Linked DNA regions of Sus scrofa: region 2 is linked to region 1. A link is a contact called in public Hi-C data. All regions are on one chromosome and are shown on one strand. Each heading gives the region's core, a stretch centred on a gene start, on an enhancer-like site or on the middle of the called end of the contact. The rest is flanking DNA. Distances are from core to core; before and after follow the strand shown.

Region 1 (6,363 bases), core at 2,412-4,911:
GCTGCTATTCACATGTCTCAGCTGTGTCCAGCCTGTAATCAACTGAAGTAAAAACTACAACTCATCTGCTTGTGGGACACAGCCTTTTTCTTTTTTAACTTGTAATGAGAAAAGGTATTAGTTCTCTCTCTCTCTTTTTTTTTTTTTTTGTCCTTTTTTTAAGGGCTGCACTAGCAGCATATGGAGGTTCCCAGGCTAGGGGTTTAATCGGAGCTATAGCCAGATCCGAGCCGTGTCTGTGACCTACACCACAGCTCACGGCAATGCCATGATCCTTAACCCACTGAGCAAGGCCAGGGACCGAACCCTCAACCTCATGGTTCCTAGTTGGAGTCTTTTCTGCTATGCCACAATGGGAACTCCAAGACAGGGCATTAGTTTCTAAACACCTTTTTTTTTTTTTTGCTTTTTAGGGCTGTACCCAAGGCATATGGAGGTTCCCGGGTTAGGGGTCCAATGGGAGCTATAGCTGCTGGCCTACACCACAGCCACAGCAATAGGGGATCTGGGCTGCATCTTCGACCTACACCACAGCTCATGGCAACGCCAGATCCTTAACCCACTGAGTGAGGCCAGGAATTGAACCTGCAACCTCATGTAAACACTTTTTTCTAAATGCGTTCTTGTACCACTCAAAATGTTACCTATCACTATCCCCAAAACCTCTGACATTGAGAAAGGAAAGATGGGCTTGGAATGGGAAGGTCTGAATGAATCAAAATTAAAAACCTGTAAGAGACAAACCAGGAGACTCGCTTCTGGTTCATATGGAAGAAAGTCCTGGGTACTCTGGCTTTATTTGATCCTGGGTAAGACTTGGGCCACTTCCATGCCTTGGTTTCTCTCACTTGGTTAAAAAAGAGACCTCACACTCAAGGAAAATCAATCAATCTAGAATAGTCACCTAGACTAGTAGTGGAGAGAGTGGGTTCCAGAATATGACTGCCTAACTTCACATCCCAGCTTCACCATTTACTGGGTGACTTTGGACAACTCACTTAGCTTGTTTGTCATGGGGTAGGTGAAAACCGGAGTACCTGAGGAACTAAGGAGCTTAGAACAGACCTACGCATACAGCAAGTGCTTAATAAAGACACATTATCATCTTCAAAGATTTCTTTGGAATTGGCAGCCTGTTCTATATTGAGGCATCTTTGAGCAATAATCTTGATGAGGTGCTTCAGGGAACTCAGGACAGTGGGTACAAAATGAAATTAGAGGAATGGTCTTTACAGAACATAGGAGATATACTCAGACAGGAGAGATGCCACCAACACATTTGAGAAGGCTGCAGGCCTAGAGCGAAGACTCTAACCCCTTTAGAGGACAGATACGCATCAGACAGGAAAAGCGTGTCCTATCTATATCAACCATACATATGTGATTTGTGTGTATTAAATAAAAAAAGAAGTCTTTTTCTCCATGAAGAAATATGCTTTTTCCATTTGCTCAGCTAGATTTTCTCATGTTCAGTGGAGGCCTGGCTCTAGAGAAATGATTCTCTATCATCAGAATAACAAAAGTGCATGTAAATGATCTATGACAGTGGAGCCTGGCCTCAGAGCCTTGGAGACCAAAGGGAGCTATGGGGTCTTGGCAACTGGAAGATGCTGGCCTTGAGTATTTGTGAGGCCAGAGCTCTTACATTCTCAAGAGAAAGCAGAAATCAAGATTTTTTAAAGTAATTTTTAAAATGTTGGATTCAGGAATTTTAAGGTAATACGCTGGCCCAACACAGTATGCCGGGTCCAGGGGGATGAACTTGGCCTCTGGGCCCCAGGTTTGCACCTTCTTCATGTGGCCTGTCTTGTGAGTGTACAGATGTGCAAATGAACACACAGTACAAAGTTGTCACATAAGAAGCATTGCCTAGCTCAGCAATTTTATTTTTCCAAATCATTCAGGTCTTATCTCTTCAAAATTCCCCTATTCCAACTCATAGGCTGCCATGATCCCTTCACACAAAACTCCCTTTTAGGAAAAGATAGAATGGAAAACTTAGTATGTTTTCATACACTGTTAGGTCAGAAGAAAGATATGCAGGGTATGAAGTTGTGGGATAATCACAGTTTTCGATGTTACTTGGTTGAGTGTGCCAGCATTCCTAGCAGTGTGATTCACAGTAGCCCAAAGGTGGAGACAGCTGAAATGTCCATCAGCTGATGAATCAATAAACAAAAATGTGACATATCCATACAATGGAATAGTATTTGGCAAAGAAAATGAATGATGTGGCACAGATAGATGCTCCAGCATAGATGAACCTTGAAAACATGCTAAGTGAAAGTAGCCAGTACTCAAAGACCACATTGTGTGATTCTATTTATATGAAATATATAGAATAAGCAAGGCTATAGAGACAGAAAGGAGATTAGTGGTTTCCAGGGAATGGAGGAAAGGGGAACCCAGGACTAACTGCTATTGGTATAGGGTTTCTTTTAGAGGAGACAGAAGTGTTCTAAAGTTAGATTGTGGTGATGGTTGCACAACCCTGTGAATATACCAAAAACCATTGAATTGTATGGTATGCGAATGATATCTCAAAAAGCTCTTTAAAGTAAATGATTACATGGTTCATTCTTTGGTGCTCTTTGCCACATATAGGGACAATATCAGTCATCCTTGAATACAGAGGACACAGACATAATTACTGATAATTACAACCTATTAAATGCATTGGCAATCGGTTGCCATAGGCAGAGATAACTGCAGTTCATACATTGGATCACCGGCTCTTTATTATATTATTTACTCATATAATATAAATCCATATTTCTGTTCCAGATCCATATCCAGCACTATAAATAGTCTTGTTAATTTTAGATCTGTGAGGACAGGGGAATTTTAAGAATGACAATGCCTCTTACCATAATCTGCCTCATTCCGGCAAAGAGAAGCAGCCCGGCTGTTGTGCCACCAAGCCTGAGTTCGGTGTGACCCCAGAGGGTCTTGGCTTGCAGCCACCCGTCCATCCTGTTTGCTACCAATTGGAGGTTGTGTGTATGTGTTGTTAAGTTTTCCTTTTGGCTGCCAGTCAAGCTTCCCCTTTATCCTCTTCCCTCTCCAAACCCATCGATACAACCCCAACGATGAAAGTGGACTGAACAGCCCCTGCCATCTTTGCTGAATGGAAACAAATGAGGGCAGCCAGGTGTCAAGAACCAAGTCCCACATCTGGCAGCCTCATCTGCTTTCTCTTAACGCTCTCCTGCTGTCCTCCAACCAGCTGCACACATTTCTGTCAGCCAGAGTGCCAGTGGCAGTGTAGACTGTCCCGATGAATGAGGAACAAGGACACTTTCCAGCCCTTGCCAAGTCCCTCCCTGAAAGAAGAAAGTCAGAGTTCTCAGCCCTCTCCCCGAAGCACCTTGCCCAGGGCTTCCAGCCGCACTTGGCCAGTTCCTCGAATTCAGGATATATTTGTTTTTTTCCCTCCCTCTTCTCTGAACTCTGAGATCAGCGCCCCTCCCCCTTGCTTTTTGCTTGCTCCGTTGTTTCACTCCGGACTGTCACTTAGCACGCTTCCTGCCCGTATAGGACAGGACCCACTAATGAAAGTCCCCCTTCACTCCAGGGGGCCCTTGAGCATTAATGGCCTCTGGAAGCAGATATTTTCTGACTTCCGGGAGTCTAAAGTGCTTGACCTGCACATAATTTCAAAATGACCTACCAGACAAGGAAATGTTTGTTTACGCTCCATCTCCGCTGTCCCCTCCCCCCTGCTCCCCAAGGGGAGAAGTTTGGCATGGTCCATTCTCTCAGGTCCATTGTGAGCCTTTCCTCTTGGTTTCCGTCCTGTCCCCTCCCCTTGGACCTGCCAGTGAGACAGGCAGTTATAAGCAGATGGAGTGAGTGTTCTTGCTTAAAAAGTAGGCAGGTGGATTGGACACAATGCTATACAGAGCATGTCTGATATGGTCCCTGCCCTGATCAAGCGTGCAGTTTAGGGACAAATGTAAAACAACAGCTGTGGAAAGTGCTCTGATGGAAGAGTTCAGGGTACCATGGAAGGATTTAAAGGGGAGTGCTGACCTAGTGGTGCTGGGAGGTTGAGAAGTCAGAAAAGGCCAGGGCTACACATTATTCATGCCTCACTGGGCCCCTTTCTCATTAAAAAAATTTTCACATTTTATGGGAGTTCCTGTTGGGCTCAGCAGGTTAAGAATCCAACTAGTATCCATGAGGATGGGGGTTCGATCCCTGGCCTCACTCAGTGGGTTAAGGATCCGACGTTGCCGTGAGCTGTGGTGTAGCTTGCAGACATGACTCGGATCTGGCATTGCTGTGGCTGTGGTGTAGGCCAGCAGCTGCAGCTCCAATTTAACCCCTAGCCTGGGAACTTCCATATGCCATGGGTGCAGCCTTAAAAAAAACAAAAACAATTTAAAAGAAATTACATTTTCTAATGGAGTTAGTTTAAACCCAGGCTAGCTTTATCAATATGCAGTCATGACTATAATCATTTCGTTCTTCTGATCTTAAAAGAAATTAAACATTTTTCTCACAGGCCCCTCAAGTATTCTGGGTCTGATAGAGAGATTGGCCTGGGAAGAGCTGCCCTGAGGAAGAGACAACTGAATTGAGATCTGAGGAATAAACAGGAGTCAGTTCAGTGAACTAGCTGTGAAGTGGGGTCTAGGCAATGGAGACAGCATATGCAAAGGTCCTGTGGCACAAACTAACACTTGGAGAGTGTCAGTGATGTGTAATGCAGAGAACAAGGGGACACAGGGATAAAGTGACGCTAAAGAGAAGGCAGGACCATGTGCGCCATGAATGTTATTGTGGCTTTAACCCCAGGGCAGTGGGAAATCATCTATAAGTTTCAAGCAGGGGGTTTGAACAGCTTCTGAAGAATGCAGAAGGACAAGTTGACTAGAAAACCATAATTCTCCCTACCCCCAAATTCTCTCTATTAAATCTAATCAACAGAGTGAGAACTGATCTGGGGAGTTCCTGTTCTGGCTCATGAGGGTTTGGGTATGATCCCTGGCCTCACTTGATGGGTTAAAGATCCAGCATTGCTGTGGCTGTGGCTGTGGCTGTGGCAGGCAGCTGCAGCTCCGATTCGATTCCTAGCCTGGGAACCTCCATATGCCGTGGGTGTGGCCCTAAAAAAATTTCATTAAAGAGTGAGAACTGGTCTGGAATTGATCAGGCGTCAGTGATACTAATGTGAGAAGAAATTGAGATATGACTGCTGGTCTGTGGCTAGGGGAGAAGGCGGCAATATTTTCCCCCAAGTTTTGTTATGTTCCCCCATCTTGGATAGGGTCCTCAGGAAATAGATTCTTTTTTTTTTTGTCTTTTGTCTTTTTTAGGGCTGTACCCACGGCATATGGAAGTTCCCAGGCTAGCGGTCTAATCGGAGCTAAAACTGCTGGCCACAGCCACAGCATCGCCAGATCAGAGCCATGTCTGTGACCTACACCACAGCCCACGGCAACACTGGATCCTTAACCCAATGAGCGAGGCTAGGGATTGAACCCACAACCTCATGGTTCCTAGTTGGATTTGTTTCCGCTGCGCCACAATAGGAACTCCAGGAAATAGATTCTGAGACAAAGATTGCATACAGATTTATAGGGTGTACTCTGGGGAACAGTCTCTGTAAGGAGGTAAGGGCAGGACTGAGAAGATGCAGCAGATGCATCGGGCATTCCCACGGGGCTCCCTGGAGAAACATCACCAACAGAGGCCTGGGAACAGGGCCTTTGCACCTGCCAGAGGAGAGTTGCCACAGGGAGCAGGGAATCCTGGGCAAGCAGCTCTGAGGGCAGCTTCCGTGGAAGGTCTCAACCTCCTCAGGCAACACCATTGGCCACTGAGGAATGCACTTTTTCATAAAGGGCCTGATAGTAAATGTTTTCAGCTTTTGGGGTCATACAGTCTCTGTTGCTACTGCTCAGCCCTGCCACTAAGACACAAAAGCAGCTGTAGACACTACATCATGAGTTGGCACAGCAGTTGGCCAATAAAACTTTTTATGGACAGAAATTTTAATTTCATATAATTTTCACGTCTCATGAAATATCCTTCTTTTGCTTTTCTCCCCAACTGTTTAAAAAATGCACAAACCATTTTTAGCTTGCAGACCTTGGACCATGTTTGACCTGCGGCCTGTGATCTGACAAACCCTGGCCTGGAAGGGTTCAGGAGATACAGGAGTTGGAATCTTTGGTCTTTTTTTTTCCCTTTGGTAGGCAAGAAATAGATTCATTAAGATTGGCCACTTGTGAGAGGTGCAAGCAGGCAGGCACGGAAGCCCTGCCAGAATCTTTGGTCTTTGAGTTAGCTGTGAGCTGGTTGACAAAGGACATGTCCCTTCTACCTTCACCTCCTTGTCAATAACACAGGAGTAAC
Region 2 (6,363 bases), core at 1,540-4,039, 53 kb after region 1:
TTCCAAGCAGGACAGTGAGGTGCTCTCACTTATCCTTCCAGAGGGTTTCTCTGTCTGTGGAGAGCAGAGGGGAGCAGGAGGACCAGTGGATGCCAGAGAGGCTGGTGGCATCACCCAGACAAGATGTGGGAAGCCCTGAATTAGAGAACTCAATGTTGTGTATATACTCTGCATTTAAAACTCTGCCTAGTTTTTTGTTTTGATGGGAGTTGGAGATATTTGGTAGGAAACACATGGTTTAGGTCCCTAGGAATTTAAGTATCATCAGAATACAAATACAGGTACACATTATATTGAGTCCAGAGACTGGTATTGGCAATAAGCACTATAGGTGCCTATGGGTATTTCCATATAGTTTAGGGGGATTCCACTCAGTCTTTGGGCATCTCTTAGACATTTATTCAATAAATACTACTTAGCATCTATCATGTCCTAAGACCAGGGTAGGTGCTGAGGCTTTGAAAATGCACCGCAAGCAAGGAGATTGAGAAAACTCAAGTTCTGGAGGCCAGTAGTTTGCCTCCTGCCACTCAGCTGCTGTGTGACCTTGGACAGAATAGTTCTCCACCCCTCTGAGCTACAGGTACATTTTCTGAATACTGGAGAGAGATGATGATGGCACTGACCTTATGGTGTTGTTGGGAGTGGGGTAAGTCACTTAGCCTGATAAACAGGAAAGACCCAATTAATGTCACCAATGATGAGATGCTGTCCCTGTGGCCCAGGAGCTCACAGTCAGAGCAGAGAGCACCAAGGAGGACAGTTTAATGTCACCATTTCATTGTTAAATCACATTTAAACTGATCTCTACTGGAATGGATGTCCAAGATACACTGTCAAGTGGAAAGCAGTATATTATAAGAGTGCAGGCAAAGCACAGTTTCATTTATGTAAAAGAAGCAGTTTTACATATTACATGTGAATATGTAGCAGAGTAGGTTATGTGTCGCACCCTAATATGCCTACATTAGAGGACAGTCTGGAAGGGTGCCGACCCAGCTGTTAACAAGAGGTAGTTTCCTCTGCAGAGTGGGATCGTGGCACAGAAGATAACTTTCAGTTAGTGGCAGAGACAGTCATGCTCGCTGCTGCAGAGCCCCTGTGTTCACGTCCCTTGCCTTGTCCCCTTGTGGTTCGATAGGGGCTGAGTGCCTAGTGTGCCCATCGAGTGAGCTTGCATGTACCTTCTGGCCGGAGGTGTTTAGAAGCAAGTGGGAGTTTTTGACTCACTGTCCCCTTTGCTGCAGGGACACTCGAAGCCATTCCTGAGGTTAAGGGAGTCCCCATTGTCAGACTCTGTGTGATTGAGAAACAGACTCAGGAGGGAAGGGACTGGGATTTCAGGGCTGATTTGTTACTGCAGCATAGCTTAGTTGGTTCACACAGACTAGTTCATACTGTAGATGGCATTGACTTCTGTGCAGTTGGGGTTTACCACATTAACCATGGCTTTTAAAAGTTAAAATTAAACTTTTCTCTGAAAAGGCTCCATGCTGTGAGATTCTAACTATATGACATTCTGGAAAAGGCAAAACTATGGAGAGAGTAAAAAGGTGAGTGGTTGCCAGCAGTTGGGTTGAGGGAGGGCTGACTAGGAGGAGCACAGAGGACTTTTAGGGCCGTGAAACTATTCTGTGATACTGTAATGCTACACACATGTCGTTAGACATTTGTCCAAACCCGTGGAGTCTACAACACCAAGAGCGAACCCTAATGTCAATTGTAGACTTGGGTATTGGTGGTATGTCAGTGTAGGTTTAATTATAACAAATGTCCCACTTTGATGGGGAATCTTGATAATGGGGGAGCTGCGTATGTTGGGGTGGGGGGTATGTGGGAACTCTCTATACTTTCCTCACAGTTTTGCTGTGAACCTAAAACTGCTTGGAAAATGAACTCTGGTTTTTTAAAAAATTAAACTTTTGAGTGGTATGGACCACTCCTGTGACTTTAGAAAACACAAATTCCTGAAAATGCTGATTATTATTAAATTCAGGGATTAACCAGTCTTGGAAAGTCTAGATGTTCAGTGTTAATATCACTGGTAATCTGCCTATGTGAGTGGAAGGTCAGTAGTTTGGAGGGGGGAGGCTTTCCAGTAGTTTGGGGACTTTAAGACTTGGGAAAGAAAAGAAGAGTAAAAACATTCAGGCAGATGACACTGAAAAGAGAAGGCTGTGAAATGGAAGGCAAGTTTAATTTTGTGAGGCTGGGTCTAGAGCTGTGAACTGCCTCTTTTCCTTTTAGTATCTTTATTGGGAATGAGACCAACAGCCCAGCCAATATCTATAAATAAAAGCCCATGATAACTGTCCCTCTGGTTGCAATTGTCCAAACAAAGGAAAGTAGCTCGTTTCCGGCTCTGAGCCCTGCTGGCCACGCTGAAGCCTTGGCAGCACTTGAGTCCCCAGGAAGAGATTTTCGTGGTTGCTGTGCAAGAATCCTCAAAGGCGTTTCAGCTCCAGTCCCCGGCCGCAGTTTAAGGATGGAGTCGGCCAAACATTTGGGAGGCTAAGTGGGAGGAGAAAGAGCAGAAGGAGGAAGGCATTTTTTAATGCCCAGGGGATCCAATTGAGAAGCGGTCTTTCAGCAGTGTCAGGGTTGTTGTTGTTGTTTAATCACTTTTGTGATGCTACTAACTTGCCCTCTGATCTTGGCAAGGGGAGAACTTCTTGAGATAAAAATGCCAGGGTTGCCCTGCGGCTCTCGCACTTCCATTCAGCCCATTGCGTGATGTGCTCCGACCTCTGCCTCCTCTGTTCTAGAGAAACTGGGCTTTCGAGGCCACAGCCATGTCCCAGTTGGCAAAGAGAGGGACAACTTCATCCTCAGTGGCTCTGACTGTGTCTTCTTGTTCCCACTCCTTCTTCCCAGCTGTTCCTTGTGAGTTTGTCTTCCTGGCTGATCCTTGTGCTGCAGTTGTGTAAGAGGCTAACATTAGAAGGTGTGTCCCCAATGCTCTTCCTGAGCTTTCTTCTGTCTCAAAGACTTTCTTCAAGCCTGCTTCATATGGCTTCCCTGGAGTAGGGCCTGAGACCTGTGTGGTCGCACCAGGCCACATTCACATCAGGCCCCGCTCAAAGAAGGACCCTGTGCTTGGTTTAATGTTTGGCTCTCACCATCCTGAAATTCTTAATACATTTTGAACAAGGTGTTCTCATTTATATTTTGTGAAGAGCCCTGCAAGTTATGTAGCCAGTCCTGCCTGCAGGTACTTTGTTTTAATACTTCCCCCAAAACCATGTGGGCAAATGACTTTATTTCTCTGTGTCACAATTTTCTTGGGTTATTAAGATAATTCAGTGGCTCATTCTCGGAAAGCACTAAGCACAGTGCCTGGCAGGCATACAGCAGGCACTCAACAAGTGCTGGTTAAGGTTATTACTGTTTTTGGCCTCTCTCTTCCCTTGAACTGATTCCCTCTTGCTCATCTCAGTGAAAGGGATTAGCAGTCATTCAAAAGTATAATCTGCTAATCGCTGGCTCCTCCCATTTCCCCTCTGCACATCCAGCCGTCATCAGCTTCTCTTTATTCTGCATTGGAAATGTTTATTAAACCCTTCCTCTCCTTACCTCTCTGCTGCCACTGTGCAGAATTAGCTTACAAGCATTGTTGCAACGACTTCCTAATTAATCTCCTCACCTCCTGTCTTGTCTTCTCCCCCAAACGGAGCCACTTGCTCCAGCAGCTGAGATTAAGTCAAGCTGATCCAACAGGAATTTACACAAATGTCTGTCCTTGAGGATGGAGTGTGCTCCTTTGAAAGAGGGTGGGAAAAGAAAACGAACATCAGTTCCTACTTGTGTGCCAAACTCTGGACACAGTTTTGTGTGCAATCATCACTAGGATTCTATTAGGCAGAGATGGTTACTTCCCATTTTACAGCAAAGAAACCAGGGCTCTGAGAGATGGCAGGGCTTGGGCAATTTCACATTGACAGAGCTGGGAGTCATACTCAGATCTCTCTGACTTGAGAGTACCCATTTGCCAGAAAAAGGACCGGATTGGAAAGACTAGTGAAATGGGAGTAGGAGCTGTAAGTTAGTTAAAGGTAAGGTACCAATGTTAGTTTCCTGGTGTGGATCCTTGTGCAGCAGTTGTGTAAGAGGTTAACATTAGAGAAAGCTAGGTGAAGTGTATATGGGAAATCTCTATTTTCGGATCTTCAGCTCTAAAATTATTTCAAAGTAAAAAATAAAAAAAAAAGAAAGAAAGAAAGAAAGAAAGAAACACCTGCCCTTTCCACTGTATACCCTGTGCCCTTCACTGAACTTCTGGATCTTATTGTCCAGAACATTCCTCACTTCTGGATACTGACCCCTTCCCAACACACACATGCACATGCGTACACTCATACGCTCACACACACTCCACATAGCATCTTGCACAGGAGCACTGGCCCCAGCTCGCTGCACCCATTAGCTGCTGCAGCTCTGGCTGTGACCTACCCCAAGGCACCAGTAGGAATTATGGAAGGAGATGGTAACGGGGCGCATGTGACGTACACTATAACTGTGTTCATCCCCCCTCTGGCTATAAAAATGCAGCAGTGTTGCAATTTTATACATTGCAAAATGCCTCTCCGCCCTCCACCCATCCCCTGCTTTGCCTCCTCCCCTCCCTCTTTGAGTTGGCGTGTAACCTTGATGATCCAGCCAAATGAGTTATTTGAGATGGAAACGTTAATTTATTTGAGCAGATGGGTGTCACCGCTGCTCTGTAAAAAGGTGGCGTTTTGCCGTATTGGCCCAGAGTGTCACAGATGAAGTCCTGGCCGCGTCGCTGAATCACCGAGTGTGAATGGAATCATATGTTAACGGCACTGGGGGAAATGCCTATTTAAGCTGAGCCCTTCCAGAAAACAAATCAACCCCCCCCAGCCCCGATTTTTGTTTTAAATCTGGATTTTCATATCTCTGATTTGCCAAGGGTCTGAAAAATCTGAAACTCATTATTTCTCGAAGTGTGGTCCAGTGTCTGCCCACATCAGAGTCACCCAAGGGTTTTATTAAAAATGCAGATCCGTGGGACCCAACCCCGATCTATAACCCCCCACTCCCGGGGGTGCAGGCTTGGGGTTTCTGCAGTTTTAACAAGCTCCCTGGATGACTATCACACACACACAAAAAGTGGGACCCCCCGTGGTGGAAATGATGCCATCAAACTGCCCAGGAAAATCTTCATAACAAAACCGAACAAAGCAAGAAACCATGAGATTCAAAGTGGGGTTTCTTTTTTTGGGGGGGGGAGTCTTGTTTCTTTTTACTTTCCTCTCCCCTTTCAGATTTTGTGCAAAAAAAGTACTACTTTTGTGGTCAGAAATAACTATGTAAAAGGAATAAAAAGATAGCACAAAGAGATTATTTGTGCACTAGAAGCCAAAGACAGTTTGGAAATGTCAGGAATTTCCAAGACAAGGGGTGTCGCTGTCCTTGGCACTGAACTTTCAGTCTATGCTCTCTCCTCAGACGCCCTCCCCTCCCCCCGCCAGTTCCCCTCTGACCGCTGCCTTCTCTAAGTGTTACATCCAATTTTCTCTTGAATACATGTAGTGAGGAAACTCAATGACTTCCCAGGGGACCTTACTTATAGGGAAGAAGCACAACGAGAGGATTTATGGAATGTCTGTAAAATATGTGTGTAGAAACTCGCGACATTTTGATCGCTACCAAGGAGAAAATGGACAGTTTCTTACCAGTCAGTTTCATGAGCCTTTTTTATTTTTTTTATGGGTTTTTAAAATTAATTAATTTCCCTCCCCTTTGTTAGGAATTCTTGGCACAGACACAAGCCCTGGAGAAAGGAAACATTGCCCACGGGCTGTATGTCCAAACTGTCAGGATTTCAATCCCAGATCTCCGGGGGCAAAGCCAGATTTCATGTGCTTCCCATGAAGTGGGGAGAGCCTTGTCAATGTCTGAGGGAAGGCGGGTATTATTAGTAATACTTCTGCCTTTTCTCTCATAGCGTCCCTGCCGCTGGCAAGTGGCACAGGGTCCCAGACAGCCTCTCCCCCGGGCTGCCTCTGCACCCAGAGCCATTTTCAGGGCGGAGAAGAGGCTGAGATGTTTGCCATGCAGCACCAGGCCCTGTCCACCTCCAGCCCCCTTGTCAAATGCGGGAGCATCGAATAGGCATCTGGTTTTTCTCAGCCCCACAGGTTCCATGCCTTCCCCTGGGAATTTGTAGGCAAAGACAATGAACTGAATGGAATTTCCCGAATGACTGAAGGAGGAAGAGTCTTCAGAGGGGAATTTGTTCCCTGCATCCTGCTTTTGTCACCAGTTTGTCTTGGGTCCTTTCTTGGCCTTGGTTTCATCATTTGTAAAATAAAAACCCAAAGGATTATTATGAAGATTAGA

The links. A called contact is a pair of places that touch in the nucleus more often than the background predicts.
Region 2: a Hi-C map of skeletal muscle shows a contact between it and region 1, with 3 times the contacts expected there. The contact joins two enhancer-like sites. A contact is called at or near these places in 17 of 47 Hi-C or Micro-C datasets (alveolar macrophages, brain, embryonic fibroblasts and 9 more) and 1 of 2 datasets of contacts at active chromatin or transcription factors (skeletal muscle).

Annotation. Positions count from the first base shown.
Region 1 is chr14:35,751,595-35,757,957 of Sscrofa11.1, forward strand. The region is part of intron 4 of C14H12orf49 (UPF0454 protein C12orf49 homolog); the gene reads left to right. Among named protein-coding and RNA genes, the nearest start is that of C14H12orf49, 49 kb to the left of the region's middle. Within about 2 kb of position 3,662, at least 16 of the 83 cell types and tissues checked have an H3K27ac peak or open chromatin away from gene starts, as enhancers often do. A contact at or near this core is called in omental adipose tissue, retroperitoneal adipose tissue and skeletal muscle, where this site is marked.
Region 2 is chr14:35,805,157-35,811,519 of Sscrofa11.1, forward strand. The region is part of intron 4 of C14H12orf49 (UPF0454 protein C12orf49 homolog); the gene reads left to right. Among named protein-coding and RNA genes, the nearest start is that of C14H12orf49, 100 kb to the left of the region's middle. Within about 2 kb of position 2,790, at least 16 of the 83 cell types and tissues checked have an H3K27ac peak or open chromatin away from gene starts, as enhancers often do. A contact at or near this core is called in omental adipose tissue, retroperitoneal adipose tissue and skeletal muscle, where this site is marked.